2 separate regions of the Danio rerio genome follow, and region 1 is linked to region 2. A link is a contact called in public Hi-C data. All regions are on one chromosome and are shown on one strand. Each heading gives the region's core, a stretch centred on a gene start, on an enhancer-like site or on the middle of the called end of the contact. The rest is flanking DNA. Distances are from core to core; before and after follow the strand shown. Region 1 has its middle 12 kb from the start of dre-mir-9-1. Region 2 holds the start of gpatch4 (G patch domain containing 4).

What was found. Hi-C and Micro-C count contacts between places; a contact is called where the count stands out from the background.
Region 1: a contact with region 2 is called in a Hi-C map of embryo, with 2.4 times the contacts expected there. The contact joins the enhancer-like site here to the promoter of gpatch4 in region 2.

The regions. Positions count from the first base shown.
Region 1 is chr16:32,333,636-32,338,423 of GRCz12tu, forward strand. No RefSeq gene overlaps it. Among named protein-coding and RNA genes, the nearest start is that of dre-mir-9-1, 12 kb to the right of the region's middle. Within about 2 kb of position 3,011, at least 15 of the 62 cell types and tissues checked have an H3K27ac peak or open chromatin away from gene starts, as enhancers often do.
Region 2 is chr16:32,149,998-32,155,005 of GRCz12tu, forward strand. It overlaps gpatch4 (G patch domain containing 4), which reads left to right and starts at 3,340. Exons shown (of 7, transcript NM_001199720.1): 1 at 3,340-3,625; 2 at 3,768-3,841; 3 at 4,841-4,933. The coding sequence starts at 3,547. gon4lb (gon-4 like b) reads left to right here. Exons shown (of 31, transcript NM_001201535.1): 29 at 926-1,199; 30 at 1,280-1,382; 31 at 2,222-2,833. The coding sequence ends at 2,335.

The DNA of each region.
Region 1 (4,788 bases), core at 1,761-4,260, 180 kb after region 2:
GCTCTATCTACTTGACATTATTAGTTTGGAATACACCACAGCCAGAATAAATGGAGCCAGTAAAAATTTACAATTTTGGTAAAATATGAGAGAGACTGTATCAGATAAGTTTCAATCCTGATTTTGTACCAAATAATACAGTATTACTGTTTTTATTTTTGTTGGGTGGATCTTGGACTTTGTTGAAAATCAAAATGTTCAATAAAATAATAATAATAGTAATAATAATAAAGAAAAGTAAATTAAGAACGTAAACTTGAAAACGAAATTTGGAGATCTAAAGGTATTTCAGGGGGTGACGCGGTGGCACAGTAGGTAGTGCTGTTGCCTGACAGCAAGAAGGTCGCTGGTTCGAGCCTCGGCTGGGTCAGTTGACATTTCTGTGTGGAGTTTGCATGTTCTCCCCATGTTCTTGTGGGTTTTCTCCAGGTACTCTGGTTTCCCCCACAAGTTCAAAGACATGCGGTACAGGGAAATTTAAGACTTCACGTATCCAAAGCATTAAATGTGTTCTTGTCAAAAAGATTAAACCACAAGAAAGCTATAAAATACAGTAATTGTCTTAGACGTGTCTTAAAAATGAACATAAAAAGGAAACACAAAGATGGTTTGGGAGAGGATTAGATAGCAGACCTGCAACCTGTTTCCAAATACTTCTTACTCTTTGCAGAATATTACCAATATTTCTTTATAATGGAAGTTTTCTTGCCATAAGTGGTCTTTTGCAGCCGGGACATGGTCTGAATCATATACTGTAAAATAAGAACAGATATTATATTACTGAGTTTATAATAATCATGAATTGCAACACATTCAGTAAATAACGCAGCTTTTATTCTACTTCTGCTTTTGAAAGAACAAATAAAGAGGTAAAACTATATTGCTCTCATACTAGAAAATGTCGAGAACATACCAGTCCTTTTTACAAATAAATTCTTGGCAAAAAAAGGCATCACAAGGTCAATAGTTCCTTGAACAAATATGTACCATTTATATCGTAAAAGGCTTTAAAACCTAATAGGAAATTTCTCCAGTGACAGCTCTGTATACATTCTTTGGCTCATTGTTAATATGTCTAATTATTAGTTCTAACTTAAAATTACCTCATTAACATTGAGATATCCAATAAAAACTGAAATACCAATGTACCAATTTCATCTCTAAAATTTTGGCAGCACAAAGGCTCAGTGCTTAGCACTGTAACCTCATAGCAAGAAGGTTGGTGGTTCGAGCCCCGGCTGAACCAGTTGGCATTTTTTGTGTGGAGTTTGCATGTTCTCCCAGTGTTCATGTGGGGTTCCTCCAAGTGCTCCAGTTTCCCCCACAGTCCAAAGACATGCAGTGTAAGTGAATTGGGTAAGCTAAATTGTCCGTAGTGTATTAGTGTGTGTAAATGAGTGTGGATGGGTGTTTCCAGTACTGAATTGCAGCTGTAATGGCATCCGCTGAATAAAAACAGTTGCTAGAATAGTTGGCAGTTCATTCCGCTGTGGCGACCTCTGAAAAAGAGATTAAGCCAAAGGAAAATAAATGAATTTTGGCAACTTATTACATATTGATAATATACACATTGAAACTAGCATGTCATTAAGTCACTTAATCCATACACACTCATTCACACTCATATACTATATTAATCATTTATATGAAATTTATTTGAATTTCCATTTTATATATATATATATATATATATATTATTTTTTTTTTTTTACATCTAATTTTGGTTCTTTTATTTAAGATTTAAGCGAAACAATAAAACAAACAAGAAAATACTTAAAAGTTTTAAACATTTCTGTTTATTTCATTTTTCTTTTTTATATTTACTTCCGCTTATTACAAAGATGCCCAAAGTAGGGCCTGCGGGCCAAAGTTGACCTATTGTAACCTTTAATTTGGCCCACCGTCTCATCTGAGAGAGGAATGAGAATGATGGAGAGGTTTGGGGCAAATGCCTTTAACACAGAGATCATAATTTCTAATTTGATGTAACCTTTTTTTGTTTGTTTTATTGTTTTTTTATTTAGAGAAAACTGAAATGAAATGTTTCAATTCAATGTTGTAAATGAATCTTATTTTATTTTAAGATGTAAATACTACCACTCGAGGGGTAAAGGACAATGCAGAAGACATCAGTGAGCAAATCAAGGCAAAAACTAGTGTAATTCTGTTATAAATGTGTTTGGCTGTTTGTACTGTAAAAGGGTCATTATAAAATTTAAAATGTAATTGTTAAACATTATTAAATAAATTAGGAAATTAACCAAAATATTTATCTTCGACCCACTAGCCTCAATCAAGATTGGTTTTGGCCCTTCATATAAAAAAGTGTGGGCACCCCTTGGTTTATAACTTTAGAATGCAAACAAGTTAAGTGCACAAACTATAAATGACCAGCAGATGGCATTCAAGGCTCAACCATGCTTTGAAATGGGCCATTTTTAAACTCCATTTCTTGCATTTAGATTTGGCTTTTAGGGTCTGCCTGTTACTAAACTTTAATTATTATTAGGCCTATTTATCGTTATAAATTAAAAGCCACATATACGAGTATCATGACACAGCGTGTTGTCAATAAAAAACTAAACAGATAGCCTAAACTTAACTAAATCTGTTCTTTCGATATCTTTGATTAAACGTGCAAAAACTTGTGGTGTTCCTTTATCTGAGGCATACGAAAATAGACTCCTATCACATGACAGTACAACGAACACGTTTTCCGTAATTCACGTTAATGCACGACCTTATCGATTTTCCTTTTGAACAAATAAATATTATCATATATGTGATCTTCAGATGTCAAGTGAAAACTTATAACAAGTCTATTAAGTCACGGTGCCGGGGGTGGAGGAGCGGGGAAGTAAATCTGGTCTGTGCGAATAAAAGAAGCAACATCTCAAAGCTGTTTGACTAATCTCTGCTTCTCTTGCTCGGTTATTGTGTGGGCCGCGGCCAGCAGCGACATGGGAAGGCGGGTTTGTTGCCCCCTCCTCCTGAAATTTAGCGTGTGAACAGTCAGCTTGTTCCTGGGCCAACAGAGTCCCTTCTTTCTTCTTTAAGAGGACCGCCTGCGCGCCCAATCTAGAACCCTCTCTCACTCTTAATTTATGCGCATATTAATTATGCTGCATTGTAATTTCCACCGTGGGATAGAGCATGCAAATGAGCAGTTTATGTTTATGTAGGCTACAATCTCCCTCAGGAGGGTGAAATTTAAACCTGTTCTCATGAAGCCGAACATCTCATTTCAGACTGACCAGGAGAATCGATTCAACTGCGTGCGTTTCCTGTGGGCCCTTTGCTTTTTTTTTTTTTTTTTTTTTTAATAAATGTGTCTGTGCCTTCCAGTTTCTTATTCAGCCAAATCTATTGGAAATTAGATTTAAGGTCGTTTTATTTATACCTGTCAGACAGAGGATTGGCTCCTTTACCATGACAGTGAGGAGAATGGTTTGACGCGCACAAACACATTTAATTAGAGACATAGACCATTTTTAATGTGAACATTTACTGCTTGTTACCAAACTATTTCAGAACTGTAAAAGGCAGTTTAATCATCTTAATGCTAAAATCTCTGCCACAACATTATTTATCAACATTTGTAGCTTTTTGGATTCTTGGAAGCTATGGAAATTAAAAACGTGCTACAGTAAATACATTAGGACTATTGTTATTGTTTACACCCCTCGAAATGGTCCAATCAAATGGTTATATTCCATTATGGGTGACGTCACCTAAAGGTGGTTTGACAAATAAACCACAAAGTATTACTAGATATACACACAAAGTGTGTGTGTGTGGGGGGGGGGGGGCACTTACAGTGTGTTGTTTTACAGTATACTGACCTAATTTTATTTTCCATGCATTTACCTAAACTTTTTTTTTAAACTTTTTAAATAGCCTACTTTCAAATGGTCATTTTGACTTTAGTTAATACATTATTTCTTACATTGTTCCGTCAGCAGAAAAACATGGGTATAAATAGCTGTTTTGTATTGTAGACCTTCTGTGTTATATTGTTTATCTGGCTAGTAAAGTATTTTGCTGTTAATAGGCTATGTGTTTGTGTTAATTACACGAATTAGACTACATGGTATTAGAACTCATTGTTATTAAAGCATTACTCGTTTTATGATTCTAAAACACTATCTTTATATTAGCTATAACAAATATAGGATAATTAATTTAACTTATTCGATTTTAATTATTTATTTATTGTAGTTATTTTCTTTTAAAAAGTAATTTGCTATTGTTTATTTGAAGCTTATACCTGGACCAGGTTCTGTTCTTTTTTGTCGATTAACACATTTTTGTTGAAATCAACTGACACGCAAACAGAAACCAAATCAACTAGAGCTGCGATGCCACAAGTGGTGAACGAAAGCCAAATATTCTTGGCGGTGTTTTATCTCCAACATTTTGCGAAAATTCGAAAAGAAACAAGGCAATTTCAGCCATGACTATGGTCAAAATGGTAGGCTATAATATGAATTTACCAATCAAAATGACAACATTTGATTGTGCACTTACAGAAATGTACATTAATAACATGCTATAGGCCATTATATTTTATTTATTTTTTGATAAGTATTTAATGTTTAATTAAACATCCTGCTTAAACCTATATACAAACATAAAGGCTGGTTGTTCTGCTGAACGTAAATTGGCCTGATTTCTTCAAAGAAAGTTAAAGTCTTTAATCTTTAGTATGGTAAACGGTGTCTTATAGAATGAACTACACTTCGTTTCAGATGCGTTTGTCTGGATGATTGAGGTTTGCGCATCTGAGAA
Region 2 (5,008 bases), core at 2,090-4,589:
CTAGGAAAGGAGGAGGAGTAGGGGAGGAAGGAGGGATTCTCCAGAATGAAGATGACTATGGTATGGAACATTGGTTATTTAAGGAGACTTAGGAGTCGTCTGATTTGTGAATCATAAATTGAATAATGCGGGACCAGCCGTGATTAATCATAAGCACATGATCCTCTGGAAATTAGTTTATGAATAAACTTCACTTAAATTATTAATTATTTATTAATAATACTTAAATTATTAATTAATTTTAAATTATTTTTTCTTAATTATTATTAATTAATTTATTTCTTACATGTTGCAAGTTTTGAATCTATATTGTTTTTAGAAAATGAAGCAGATTTTCTACAATTATAAGAAATCAGCATGACATGTTAGAATGATTTCATAGGGATCACTTATCACTGGTTTCTGAAAATGCAGTTTCTCATTACAGAAATGAATGACAAGTAGGAATGTTCATTAACAGATTTCTTGATCTTGAAGCCATTTGTGATTTTATATAATTTATACTTTGTTTATTTGTTGTATGATTATTGAATAGTTAAGATTAATAATATTATGCTGTATTATTCTGTCACGGATCGAGTTGTTTAATTATATGGATTAGCGCCACCTACATTTCACGTCAGCTCACCTGCTTAAGTAAGGGTACACAGGTGATCAGCTGGCAGGAGTATCAGGGAAACAGTTTTTTGACCATATTTTGTTTGTAGCGTTTGTTAGACAAATAAATGATTGATACATAAATGCTTGGATGCTATTGTAAACATCACTGCTCCTTTTAAAATGGCTCCATATTAACCAAAGGATGACGGAGACCATTATACTTGGTATTGTGACCACCTCATAATCTATCATTTGTTATTTGACGTTATTGAAACTACAGCTCAAGTAAACACAAATCTTTTCTTTGAAATCGTCTTTTCTGCAGATGGGGAAGGGTCTGTGTGGGAGAGAGAAGAGAGAGCCACTTCCTCCATTCCAGAGGAGCAAAACACACATAACCAAGATGATGAAGAAAAAACTGAAGAGAAGAACCACCATGCGTCACCAGAGAAGCACAGCCGAGATGAAGAGGATTCAGCTGAATCTGGACAGACAGAAGCCGCTCAGCAGAGCTCACTGAGCCCAGCCTTAGACGCACCCGTGTGTGCCAAAAACATCTCCCTCACACCCACTGGAGAGAGAGTCATCCTGTGGACCAGGTGAGCACACACACACACACACACATCTGTGAGCATCATCAGCTGGAGCTTGTGTTATACATTTATAATCTGGTTCACAGGGAGGCTGATCGAGTGATCCTTACCACCTGTCAGCAGCAAGGAGCCAGTCAGAGCACATTCCAGGCCGTGTCCGAGCAGCTTGGCAACAAAACAGCCAGCGAGGTACCAGAGTTACAAATCTCTTTCCACTGCACTGATCTTTGATTCATCAAAAGCTAGTTTAGCCTTTCTTTTGTGCACTTCAGAGGTTACACTGCCATTCAAAAGTTTGGGGTCAGTAGGATTTTTAAATGTTTTAAAATAAGCTTTTCCTGCTCACCAAGGCTGCATTTTTTGCATCATAAATACAGTACATATTGTAAAATCTATAAAATGACTGCAAAAGTAGTTCATACTTTAATATTTTATTCCAGTGATTTTAAAAATGAATTTTCAGCTACATTACTCCATTCTTCAGTTGCATTATCCTTCAGAAATGACTCTAATGTCAATTATTATTATTATTATTATTATTATTATTAATGGTAATAGTTATAAAGGCACTAATTTACAAATTTCACAATTTAACAATATTTTTTACATTTAATAAATGCCGTCTTGATAAAGAGAATAATTTTATTCATAATAAAAAAAAACTGACCCCAAACTTTTCACTGATAGTGTATTTTCTTTCTCAACATTACTTGAAATTGTATTTGACATTTTGAGAGTCCTTATATAAAGTTATTTACTTGTAAACAAACAGTAATTGAAGTATTTGTTTTATATGGAATTAAAAGGTCCATCAGAGAGATGTAAATGTTTATTATGAAAAACCACACTACATTAGATTTATTGTAAAAAAGTGTTATACAACTATGGTTTCCCGTCAGTTTTTACTGCAAACAACACATGCGCAAGCCCTAAATGATGAGTACAAGGGCGTTCAGCAAAAGCAATCTTTTCTTAAAAAAATGGGGAACCAGAAAAAAAGTGCATTTTTAACATGATTGTGTGTGCAGGTTTCAAGGAGATTTCGGGATTTAATGCGTCTGTTCCACACGTCAGCTTCTCAGGCCAGTTCAGAGGACGAGGCTGCAGAGCAGCAGTCGGCCACTGATGAAGAGCAGGACTGAACCCTGCCTTCTGACTGCTTCATTAAAAAATACTTATGCAGTTCTTCTTACACTGACACCTGCCAAAGATGTGTTTTAAGCATGGTGGAAAAAAAGGTTCTGTTGGCCTCCTTTTAACATGTGAAGTATAAATCCATCATATGAAGGTGCTATCCGTCACGTTCTAAACACAAAACCAACATAATTATTGAAGAAATGTAGCACAAACTGCTCCATTTTATCCCTGATTATTGTATTGTAATTGGACAAATGACAGGCTCTCACTTAGCACAAAATGAGATGTTTGATAGCAGAGAAATTGTAGAGCACTAACCAGCATATTCTCACCTCCATGGTTTCTGACAGGTTGATTGTATATTCTGTGAATATGTGAACATATGGCATGTACAGTATTTTTATATCAGGGTGGTTTTGTTGTTTTTATTTTGCTTCAGATGTTAGTTTTGAGAATGGCGCACAGTTGTTGGTAATCCAAATAATAAAATGACTATTTATACCATGTTTTGAGTCTGAATTAAACATGATTAAACATTATGCAGTGAAGGATGACTGTTCCATTTTGAGGTTCACAATAAATTTTATTTACAAGGGATTTGAAATCCACTGAAAGTCTATTAATAGCATGATATATGTGAAAAGCGCTTTCATCGTAATATTGTGGAAGATGTGTAAATATTAAATGTTTATTCTGTATATTTATTCTACAATACAATATTTATTCTCGCCTGTTCTTAACCTTTTGATGCACCACATGGGTCTAAATTGACGGGTCTAAGGTTATTTTTTCTATATCTATTTTGGAGCTTGTGCATCAAAAGGTTAAAATTATTAAAACAATGTGATTATACTACATATATTTTCATTAGATTTTAAATAAGTTGTAATCATTTAAAATCTAATGAAGATGCATGGTGTGTATGTTTTTAAAAGAACGTACACACGCAAAATTTATTTAATCCATTTTATGCCAAAACGCGTTTGGTTAATCGTCATCAGTGACCCTTGTCACTTCCCGTAGTTGCCGGTGTCATGCCTGCTCTCTTGCTGAGCGCGTGGTAGCGATTGTTGGTCTTTTCCCTTCTTTTTATTTTAGTAAGCTGTTACGATTTACAGAAGTAAACAGCTAAAATACTCAGAATTAACGAATATTGTCAATGTGCAGTTGGCTGATGTGTTTTACCTTCATATTCGAGTGCAGAGTTTAAGAATTCATGGCAGAAACGGTCCAAGAAAAGAGTACAGGACTAAAGTTCGCTGAGGAGCAGCTTCTACGACACGGATGGGAAAAGGGTAAAAGCACGATATATTTGTTGTGCTCATGATTCATCACAAACTCATGGCAGATATGATTGATTATGACGCTTCGTCCGCCATAGACGGACCAATCCTCACTGGTGTGTTATGGTTGTGTGTGTGTGTGTGTGTGTTGTAGGTAAAGGTCTGGGCAGAGCAGAGAATGGCATTTCAGAGGCGATTAAAGTCAAAGTTAAATGTGATAAAGGAGGGGTGAGTGACAAAACGATTTTTATTAAGATCTCTATTTTGCGTGCAACATGTGGGTAGTTGACAACACGGGCAAGACGTTTTATGTTGTTGCAGGTTCACAAACCATAGAACAGGGGTGTCAAACTCAATTCCTGGAGGGCCGAAGCCCTGCACAGTTTAGTTTCCAACCCTGCTCCAACACACTTACTTGTAGGTTTCAAACAAGCCTGAAGGACTCAATTAGTTTGATCAGGTGTGTTTAATTAGGGTTGGAACTAAACTGCAGAGCTGCGGCCCTTTTGAAACTGAGTTTGACACCTGTGCCATTGAAGGTGTCATTAATTTGATACAAATAAAATGGAAGTCTATGAAATATCCTCACCAAGACATGAAAACAAATGTTTGTTTATTTGTAAAAGCTTTAGAATTTGTTTAAAAAAAAAACCTGTGTGTGCTTAAAATTTAAAGACGTCATCAAGAGTGCACTTAAAACATTTCTACTATCTTTCTAATAAGTTGAGCCAGAGATTTCAGCCTAAAGCTCTGATTACCATTCTTGTTCAATTCCGTAACATTGCTTCTGAACTTTGGCAAAAGCTATTATTGATAGTCTGTGTATGTAAAATCAGAACCTAATTAACTAATTATGTCAGAAAACCCTGTTCTCTCTAATTAGGGGACACAGCCTGTATATCTTTTATATGGTATTGTTATGTATGATTTCATTACGATTTTTTTCTTTATTAAAGAAAATGCTAAATGAACTCAAGTACAATTATTGTTATATTTTTTATTCCAGTACATTTATTTCAATATAATTATTTGTCTAGGTTTGACCACAAAGAACCAAACATAACTTTAAAATGAACTACAACAATATTATTATTACAATGAAAACTGTATAATAATTCTACATGATTTACTTCCAAAAACTGTTTTAGATAAAGTACAGCATTGTAGGTCTAATCAAAAGTCCTTAAATGTATATTTTGTTTTTATTCATGTATCATTTGTCTTCAGATGGGCCATAAGCAAGGAGAGCAGTTTAGTTTCCACTGGTGGGACCATGTTTTTAACAAAGCCTCGTCTGGTCTGGTAGTGGAATCGGGGCAGGTAAGGAATGAGGAGGATTGAATGCAATTTTACAATGTCCAAAAAAGTGTCTATGGTTTATTTATTTATTTATTT